Regions from separate parts of the Mus musculus genome. Here all the other regions are linked to region 3. Evidence: chromatin contacts called from public Hi-C and promoter capture Hi-C data. All regions are on one chromosome and are shown on one strand. The core of a region is the stretch at or near the end of the contact, and the rest is flanking DNA. Distances in the headings are between cores, read along the strand shown.

What was found. Promoter capture Hi-C pulls out the DNA fragments that hold promoters and counts their contacts. A called contact is a pair of places that touch in the nucleus more often than the background predicts.
Region 1: a contact with region 3 is called in a promoter capture Hi-C map of cranial neural crest. The contact joins the enhancer-like site here to the promoter of Lrig1 in region 3. A contact is called at or near these places in 4 of 39 promoter capture datasets (3T3-L1-derived adipocytes, cranial neural crest, liver and 1 more), 2 of 484 Hi-C or Micro-C datasets (the HL-1 cell line and olfactory sensory neurons) and 2 of 115 datasets of contacts at active chromatin or transcription factors (craniofacial prominence and pancreatic cancer cells).
Region 2: a Hi-C map of uterus shows a contact between it and region 3, with 2.9 times the contacts expected there. The contact joins the enhancer-like site here to the promoter of Lrig1 in region 3. A contact is called at or near these places in 3 of 39 promoter capture datasets (3T3-L1-derived adipocytes, cranial neural crest and liver), 1 of 484 Hi-C or Micro-C datasets (uterus) and 5 of 115 datasets of contacts at active chromatin or transcription factors (craniofacial prominence, embryonic limb bud, embryonic stem cells and 2 more).

The regions. Positions count from the first base shown.
Region 1 is chr6:94,888,033-94,890,790 of GRCm38.p6, forward strand. No RefSeq gene overlaps it. Among named protein-coding and RNA genes, the nearest start is that of 4930511E03Rik, 54 kb to the right of the region's middle. Within about 2 kb of position 1,454, at least 11 of the 459 cell types and tissues checked have an H3K27ac peak or open chromatin away from gene starts, as enhancers often do.
Region 2 is chr6:94,834,343-94,837,296 of GRCm38.p6, forward strand. No RefSeq gene overlaps it. Among named protein-coding and RNA genes, the nearest start is that of 4930511E03Rik, 110 kb to the right of the region's middle. Within about 2 kb of position 1,544, at least 10 of the 459 cell types and tissues checked have an H3K27ac peak or open chromatin away from gene starts, as enhancers often do. A contact at or near this core is called in uterus, where this site is marked.
Region 3 is chr6:94,698,621-94,701,460 of GRCm38.p6, forward strand. It overlaps Lrig1 (leucine-rich repeats and immunoglobulin-like domains 1), which reads right to left and starts at 1,525. Exons shown (of 19, transcript NM_008377.2): 1 at 842-1,525. The coding sequence starts at 1,065.

The DNA of each region.
Region 1 (2,758 bases), core at 204-2,703, 190 kb after region 3:
TTTTGGATGATTCTAATTTCTGTCAAGTTGATATAAAATTTAGCACAAATGCTTCTCAATTTGGGGTTATATTGTGGGGGGGATTTGACCCTGTTTAGAGACATTTTGATGGTCATAACGTGTATGTGTGTGTGTGTGTCTATTCCTAGTAAATAGAGGTCAAAGACAGTCAATATCTTAAAGAAAACATCCAGGAACTATTCCCTGGCCCACAACACCAAGCCTGAGGAGTGGTACTAAATCTACTGTATTCTCTTCTAGCCTCCCCTTCAGAATTTTGGTAGCTGGGATGGGGCAAAGCACGGCAGTAGAACATTTGCCCAGCAGGTACAAAACTCTGAGTCAACCCCCCAATAAGCAATTGAACGTAACTCCACAGCGCTCCTTAAGGGTAAAAGTCAGCAGTACATGATTTCTCACCCTGATGGAAGCTAACCCTTCTTTAGACCCGGATCCCTGGTACATTTGCTATCATTCGGGCCTCATCCCTTCTCTAGCAGACACTCCACAGCCGACAAATGCTGATACAGTCTCAAGCACACGTTCTTTGGGACAGGCCACAAAGTGCCTTTGTGTCTGGTGGGTCTTGCCCTTGTCGACAGGAAGAAGGGAACACCCACAGGCCTAATTTTAGTTTGAAAGTTTAGTACCAATGTGTTAGGGTTTGAAGTGAGGTTATGCAAGGATATGATGAATTCGTGACCTGGGCATGGGAATACCCCATGGTGATATTTTGAAGAATGGAAATTGGAATGGCAACAAATGTGAGAAGGGACACAGCAATGCCCACAACCTTCCTCAATTTCTAGAGGACAGTTAAGGTAAATGACACTCCCATACCCCAGATGGTTTTCTAAACACAAATAACATTGTTGTGCTTTATAGAATGTTGAACATGCTGCCCGGGCAACAACCACTCTGCTGACCTGGGAACCTTTAACTCTGTTATCAAAGGAGCTGGAATAATAAAATGAACCTCGTTGTGCAATTGTCTTGGCTTCCTTGGAACCCCTTGTCTCCTGCTTTAATTGTTACAGTATTTAATCAGGAGGCAACTTGGCTACTCCCACAAATGTATCAAGCTTCATCTAGGAAAATAGCTTTGACGTATTTTTTCTCTACATCCACCAAATAATACATTTGCCTCTGGGACCTCCCAGGGAAATCTGTGGGCAAAGAAGCTATGAGAAGACAGGGACCACCCAACAAACTCAGTCATCACATGAGGGCGGAGCCTTGTGGGTCCTCGTCTGCCACTGTGTCTGGCTACCAGTTGGCAACAGTGAGCAAATAACTTAGTCCCTAAGCCAACCCTGAATTCCAGGAAATTAAAGTTCAGTAAATAACTCTGCACAGATCTTCGAGAGAAACGTCAAGGAGACGGTATCCCGAATGGCTCTAAAAATAGCCAGGTAATTGCCTTTGAAGCTCTCTTGAGAAGATGCACTTAGCTGAAGGAGTGAAGCCGCGAAGGACTCCTTTGTTTGTTGACAGGTGCTGTCTCTATGTAGTCAGCCAGTCACCTCTGAAGTGGGTGTTGGCAACCCAATCAATATTTGGGTACTATGGAGTTACTATGCCACTGGGTTGACCGCCGTTAACAGCAAGGAAACCCATCGTGTGGCTTCTTTAGGCCATACTGTTTACTGAAATGATAACGCTGGCTTTCCTGACCTCGATGCTTGGTTCAGCTTGTCACACTTGGCCTGAACACTGTGGGAAGAGTATTCACCACCTCTCTCTCTGGTCTCCCTTGAGACTATTGATGCTCTTAATGCTACTTTAAAGATCCCCCTACCTTCTTTCCAAGCAAGATTGGAGAATCTAGACATGAAATGCTTCCGCAGAGCAGTGGCAGAGTTCAACCAGTTTGGCAAGTTGCTGCCTGCGGTTTAGGACCCACCGACCGCTTCACTTTCTCTCCTTGGTACTTTAATTCTTCCGTCTTGGCAGTAGACTGTGGAATAGACTTGCAGTCATGAAAAGTATGAAATTGTGTTTGTCTCAAATAGTTTGCTAGGTTCTTCATCAGTCAGAGGCCTACCACAGGTGTGAATATTTGTTTGTAATCCAAACATAGCAAAGTAAACGGTCGCATTTTGCACACCCCTCTTCCCATACAATGCTTTGAATATTTTCTTTGTGATGGTCAATGACTTTGTTTAACTTCAAAAACAGCCTGAATGGAAAGGAAGGGCTGGGAGACTTGAAACTGTTTGTACAAGGTCTGAAAGTGAGTGATGGCTAGGCTAAGCTGGGCATAGAGTCCTGACATTTTGTCAGCTCCCTGAGGAGGCAGATGTAATGTCCACGACTCACCTGCCATGTGTTGATGGAAAAACAACTCTGTCACGCATAGTTTTTAAGGCTACACACGTGACCTTTAACCTCAGAACCTTTCCAGAGTTTTCCACTGGGTATCAAAATTCTTTCAAATATTTCCAGCTGGGCATCTCCTTGAGCTGTAATTGCAGCTCAGCATTTTAACATTGGTGGCTATTGTTGAAGGAATATTTTCTCTCCCCCCATGGCAAGGACCATTTGGTGAACTCTCGCTGGTAGACAGAGGGAGGTGGGAAATTGCCAGGATTGTTAAAGCTTAGCCTTTTGCCTTCCAGTTGAATCCTAGAGTCCTGAAAGGGGAATATTTTTGTGGGTATTCAAGTTCCTGTCCTCATGTTAGGTTTCTAGACAGATCCTGGGAGACAAAGAACTTTTCCCTATTGTGAAGTTCAGTGTCTCCACAACAGAGTGGAAA
Region 2 (2,954 bases), core at 294-2,793, 140 kb after region 3:
TTGGTGAAACACACACAATATACACAAAGCCTGAGTTCCTAGAACACTTCAGAGTGTCAGGTGTGTATGGGTTTCAGGGAGGACATCCCATGTGTCATCCTGACTTCATCCCTAGCTGGAACACAGTGGGGCCTGGGGCCATTCAGGACACACAACATATAGCAAAGTGGGTGGTTTGTTGCATGTCTTGACAATCATGTAAAAGGTCTTGATCATGCCAACAAATGTGAACAGGCAGCCTTTGTGGCCAGGAAGCTGACCCTGATGGGAGTGTGGAGCACACACCTCTGGCTTTCTGCACTGTCCCCAGGGCTTGGCCTATAGCACACCAGGTTACCTTAAGGAATTTGGAAGCAAACAGGAAAACTCTGGGTCACACAATGGAGGGACCATGCTTTGCCCTTTCACACATCAGTCTTTTCGGGTGAATGGCTCCAAGCCTTCTGAGTCTTGCCTTATGGAACAATTGGCCCCTTCAGTTAACTTGCCAGCAGCAATCAGTTACTCCTCCTAGCCATAAATTACAACTATTCTTTTTTTTTTGAGGGGGAAGAAATTAAAGTAACAAAGGGAAGGAGTTGTAAAGAAGGAAACTGTCAGAACAGCAAAGGTTTGAGTAATTAGTTGGGTCTTTTGGTTTAGGGTTGACTGACTTTCAGTTTGAATTTTGATTTGGAGTTTTATTGGAACAAAGAGACCCTACTTTAATTCACTTTCCAGCTGAGATCGTGATCAGGTGGGTGACAATAACTGGGGTATGGGGCGGGACTCAACCCACAATCCTTGTTACAGAGGTTTTCATTCTGATCCTGCAACTTCACTGATTGTTGTTTTATTTGTTTAGAACTCCCGCTTCTGGTTGCTGAAGGCCTCTCCTGGTTGGATCTCAAATGTCCCTTCCAGGCTTATGTGGTATGTGACTAGGAGGTCCCTAACTGAGGAGGCTATTTGGTATGTGATGAAACTTTTGGTACTTGTGGCATAACTGCTAGACACACACAAATAGGGACAGGCTTTAAGGTGATAGCCCATCTCTGGTTGGGTCTCACTGCATGTACTTCCTGTATCCCGCTGCAGTGTTTGTAGCTACCTATGGACAGCAAGGGCCAAGCCATGATGAACTGTATTCTTTCAACCTTGAAAAGAAATACACCTCTTTTCCCTTAAGTTGCTCAAAGAAAGAAAAAGAAAGGTATCAAACACACCCCTGTTCCGTGAAACAAGATAACCATATCCACCGAATCTGGTTCATTAAGTATGACCATAAAATCACCTTATTCACCGATAGTGCAAAAGCTGCTTGAAGCAGTTCATTCCATGGAGTCTCATTTAAAAATAAAGAGGAAATTTCCCAGGTGACTAATAGTTTTTCATTGTTCTCAAGGCACCTGGAAGAACTGGCTTGCTCTCAATTATTCTGAGAAATGAAGGACTTCTGAAAAAAAAGAAAGAAAGAAAAAAGAGAGAGAGGATTCCAAAGTCCACAGGGCAAAGCCATCTGCTTCCACAGAGAAAAACGCTGAGCATTTGCTAAGCATGGGGCTGGCTGGGCTAGCCCCATCAAGGTCAGATTTATGTATTTTCTCTGGAACTGGAATTTTTGTACACCAGGCATAATACCATGGGGTATTTACAGTGTAAACATTTTTTCTAAAGTAAACAGCTGCATTCCCTGGCTGGCTAAACCCCTCAGCCCCAGATGCAGGAGCTAGAACCTGCTCAGTAAGCAGGTGCATCCTAACTCGGAGGAAGCTTTTCTTTGTGCCTGACTCCCAGAGTGTCTGAACATTTTTCTCCTTCCAGTGACGTAACCTCATGACTTCTGAAAACAGATGAAAGGGCGATTCCTTTCTTAGTTTCCCCCTTGATTTAAAAAAATAAAAATAAAAAAGGGCTAGGCTATAGCAGTCAGAGGGGAAAAGTTTGGTGGCTTTGGAGTCTGAGGCATTCACTGCAAGTCACTTTATCTTCATTTTCTTTTTCTTGTTTTCAGTTTTCCTCCTTTCCTAAAAGCAGGATTGGGAATTGGGGAGCAGGGGTGGGGGTGTAGGGAGTGTGGGGAGTGTGGGGGTTAGAAAGGGAAATAAAGACCAGAATATGGAAACTGCTTTACCACATAGGATGTCAATGGTTTTCACGCAAGCACATGAGCGTGAGTGTGAGTGTGTATGTATGTGTGTGCAGTGATCGTGTTTATATTTGTGTATACAATCTACAGAGAGTTTTAACTTTCTACCTTGTTTGAGATGGAGTCTCTGATGGTTTTTCACTGTGTGTGCTAGGCTATCTGGCCAGTGCATTTCCCAGGATCCTCTTGTCTCTACCTCCCATCTCTTTGTAGGAATGCTGGGATTACAGACGTGCATGCTACCATGCTTGGCTTTGTGGGGGTTCTGGGTATTTGAACTTAGCTTGTGTGGCCAGCACTTGACCCAGGGAACCACCTTTCTAGACCCTCAAGGGTTATTTTTGCTATAGATTTCATTGGTGCTGATGAAAAGTCACAAGCACTTTCTGAAGATAAGACTTTAAAAAAACATGTAGAGGTTGAGCGAAGGGGTCAGAGGTATCCATATTTTACTCATTCAATTGACGTGTATTAAATGGCTATTAGGTGTTGGGGGTTAGATACTACAGTGATGAAGGCAAATAGTCCCCTTTGTAAGGAACCAAAACAGTGAACCCTCAATAGCTAACTTCAAGATCTTCACAATTCCAACATTTATCCTTGTGGAGGACGGACATTGTTGGGTAGTGGTAAAATGCAAATGCTATGTGGGAAAGGCTGCCATATTTCTGTGATACTAAAAATCCTTGCAAAATCGTGGAATTCAAAGTCCCTTGGCATCATGGGAGAATGGCAGCTCAAGAGCAGGAGACTGAGTTTCTGTCTGTTGTGTTAAGGTGTCCCATGCGAGTATTAGTCCTCCTCAGGGACTCAGCTTTCCTATAAG
Region 3 (2,840 bases), core at 275-2,774:
AGCAGACCCAGCCCCAGTGGATCAAGCCCAAGGGGACCCCAGGGAACAGACAGGAAGGGATCTGGAACACAGTTCCTGTACTTGCCAGCCATGCGGAAAAGAGCTAACAGCCACACTCAGACATCTCCAAGAACTGTCTCAAAGCTTCTCAACTCCTGGCTTCTTCAGGACAGGGTCCCTTTTGCCCTGGCCAATGCCAAGTCAAGCCACCACGATTGTCTGGTGATCAGGAGACTGCAACACATACTCACTAATACACAGTATAAATAGCATGAACCCTGGAGATGTGAGTCACTGTCATTCATTACCAACTGAAGGTAAGTTGAGGGAACTCAAGACACCTAAGGGCTGGGTTACATACAGCACAGGAGAAAAGATACAGCCATGGATCCCAATCCCAACACAGGCTCCTACACTCTGCCATTGCGTCCGTCTCACATGCACACAAATTCGCTCACCTCCACTCTACACACACACATATTTCGCGCTCCACAGCACTCTCACTCAGTTTCAAATCACAAACCGGTGGCTCACCTCCACGGCCCACACTCGCTGACTTCCAGACTTCACGAGGCACACTCGATCACCCTTACAGGATCACTCATGTCCTGCATCCTCTCCACAACACACGCTCGCCGCAAGGCAGGCTCCTCCAGAATCACGCTCACCTTCAAACCCCAGAAGCAGAGTCCTCTCTCCCGAGCTCCCACGCGTGACCTCCACTCGGCCACCCACAAGTCTCCCCAGCCCACAGAGCGCACTCCGCACCCTCTCCGGCTGAGCACACCAGCAGCCCCGTCTTAGTGACAGCGCCCGGACGAGAGGCAAAGGCGATACTCACAGGCTGCGCGTCCAGGAGGGCAGGTCCCGGGGCAGCGTCGCCAGCCCGCGCCCACTGCAGTCCAGCGAGTCCCCGGCGCAAGTGCAGGCGGCCGCGCAGGGGGCCCGCGGGCCAGCCTGGGCGCCCGCTGACTCCGGCCATTGCAGTAGCAGCAAGAGCAGCCAGAGCAGAAGGCGAGGCGCAAGGCGCGGGGCTCCGAGCACTCCCGGACCGGGCCGCGCCATCTTGTCTGGAACGCGCCGCGAAGCCGGGGAGCGAGGGCTGCGAGGTGCGGGCGGCCGCGGGCGCGGGCTGCGCTCGGAGCTAGGCTCCGCGCCGGGACATGGACGCCCGACTCCAGTCGGCTCCGGGGCCGCGGCGCTCAGCCGGCACGCTCTGCCCGGGCCGCTTCGCAGCACCCTGCGGGGACCGCCACCCCCGCGCCCATCCGGGCCGAGCCCCGCGCGCGGCGAACTCTGTGGAGTCCCGCAGTGAGTGCCCGGCCGCCGCTGCTCGTCCTTCCCGCCGCGCTGAGAGTCGCCTTCAGAGCTCGGGCGCACGCCGAGAGCCGCCGCCTCTGAGGACTGAAAACGCTTAGCCTCGGCCTCTGCGCGTGGCGCGGGCGGGCATCTCACTGAGGGCGCTGAGCTGATGATAGCCGTGGACCCCACGCGCCTGCCCGTCCCGGAGCGGCCGGAGCGCACCGTGCCTCAGCGCTGCGAACAATCAGCGGCCAGCCGCTCCGCGGTCCAGCCCCGCGGCCCCAGGCCCCGCCCCGGCTGCTCGCCCTCACACACCCCTCCGATGGGGCCCCGGGGCGCAGATCGGCCCACGTTGGCTGCAGGGCTACAGCATTACGCCCCGCCCTGCCCGTTGCTCATTGGCTCCTGGAGCGCCTTTTTGGCGTCCTAACCCATAAGAGCGCTCGCTCCCTGAGGTCCCGCCTCCGCTCGCTTTTCCCACCCAAGGTGTGAAAGGCGGGGACGGGGCGGGGAAAAGGAGAGGCGTGCTGCCTCCTCTTAAAGGAGACTTGTAGGGTTTTGGCTACCAAGTACCAGAATCTGGAAAAGTGGCCTAAGCTTCGGTCCATTGAGCCTAGGAGAAGAGAGAAAGTTTGTAATCCACGGGTTTGGGAGCTATCTGGACCCAAGGTTTATTCTGCTCTCCTAAACTAAAAACATCATGGTGGATTTACAGCAAACGAGCACCCTTTTTCAGGTGCCTTGCAAAAGAAAAAAAAAAAAGATTTAAAACTTGCTTTCATGAGTTTCTCAGCTATTTCCTCAGAGGTGGGGCCCCCTTTCCCATCTGTGCTCCACACTCGTTCTTCTTGATATCTTTAATCCAGAAATGTGTCCTTGACTACCGAAATGACTGTGTGCTGCAGAAATTGAATCTTGAGGGCACGCCCACTTCCCCGCCCCTAGTTAGTTGAAGGATAGTTCGGGAAGTGCTCTGGACTTGGATAAAGGGGGTTGCTGTGGTGGTGTGTTTTGTTATTGAAAATCAGTGCCTTTAAAATACAATTTCCAAGAAATTATCCGTGACGTGCTCTTTATAGACAGTGAGAGAGGTGGGGGGAGGGAGAGAGGAGAGAGAGAGAGAGAGAGAGAGAGAGAGAGAGAGAGAGAGAGAGAGAGAGAGAGAACCTGTTAGTTTGGCAAACACGGATCAGAATAGATTGATAGCCGCCATGTGAAACAGTGCTTGGACATAGGCGAGCACACGCGCGCGAACACACACACACTTAATGGAGTGGGGCGGGGGGGCGGGGGGAAGAGATTAGCACTGTAATACATATCTGCCGCCTCTGGGCGGTTTGACTTGCTGATGTCCGAACTGCACACAGGGTCAGGGAAACTAAGGCGCTGGAGTCTTCTGGAAAACATTTGTTCCAGCACGGTTAAATCTAACTTAGGCTTTATAGAAAGGGAGTAGGAACGCTGTTCATCGGGAAGAAAAACACCGAACAGTTAAAGGGATTTCATTACATGTTTGACATATTCAAGAAATACGATTT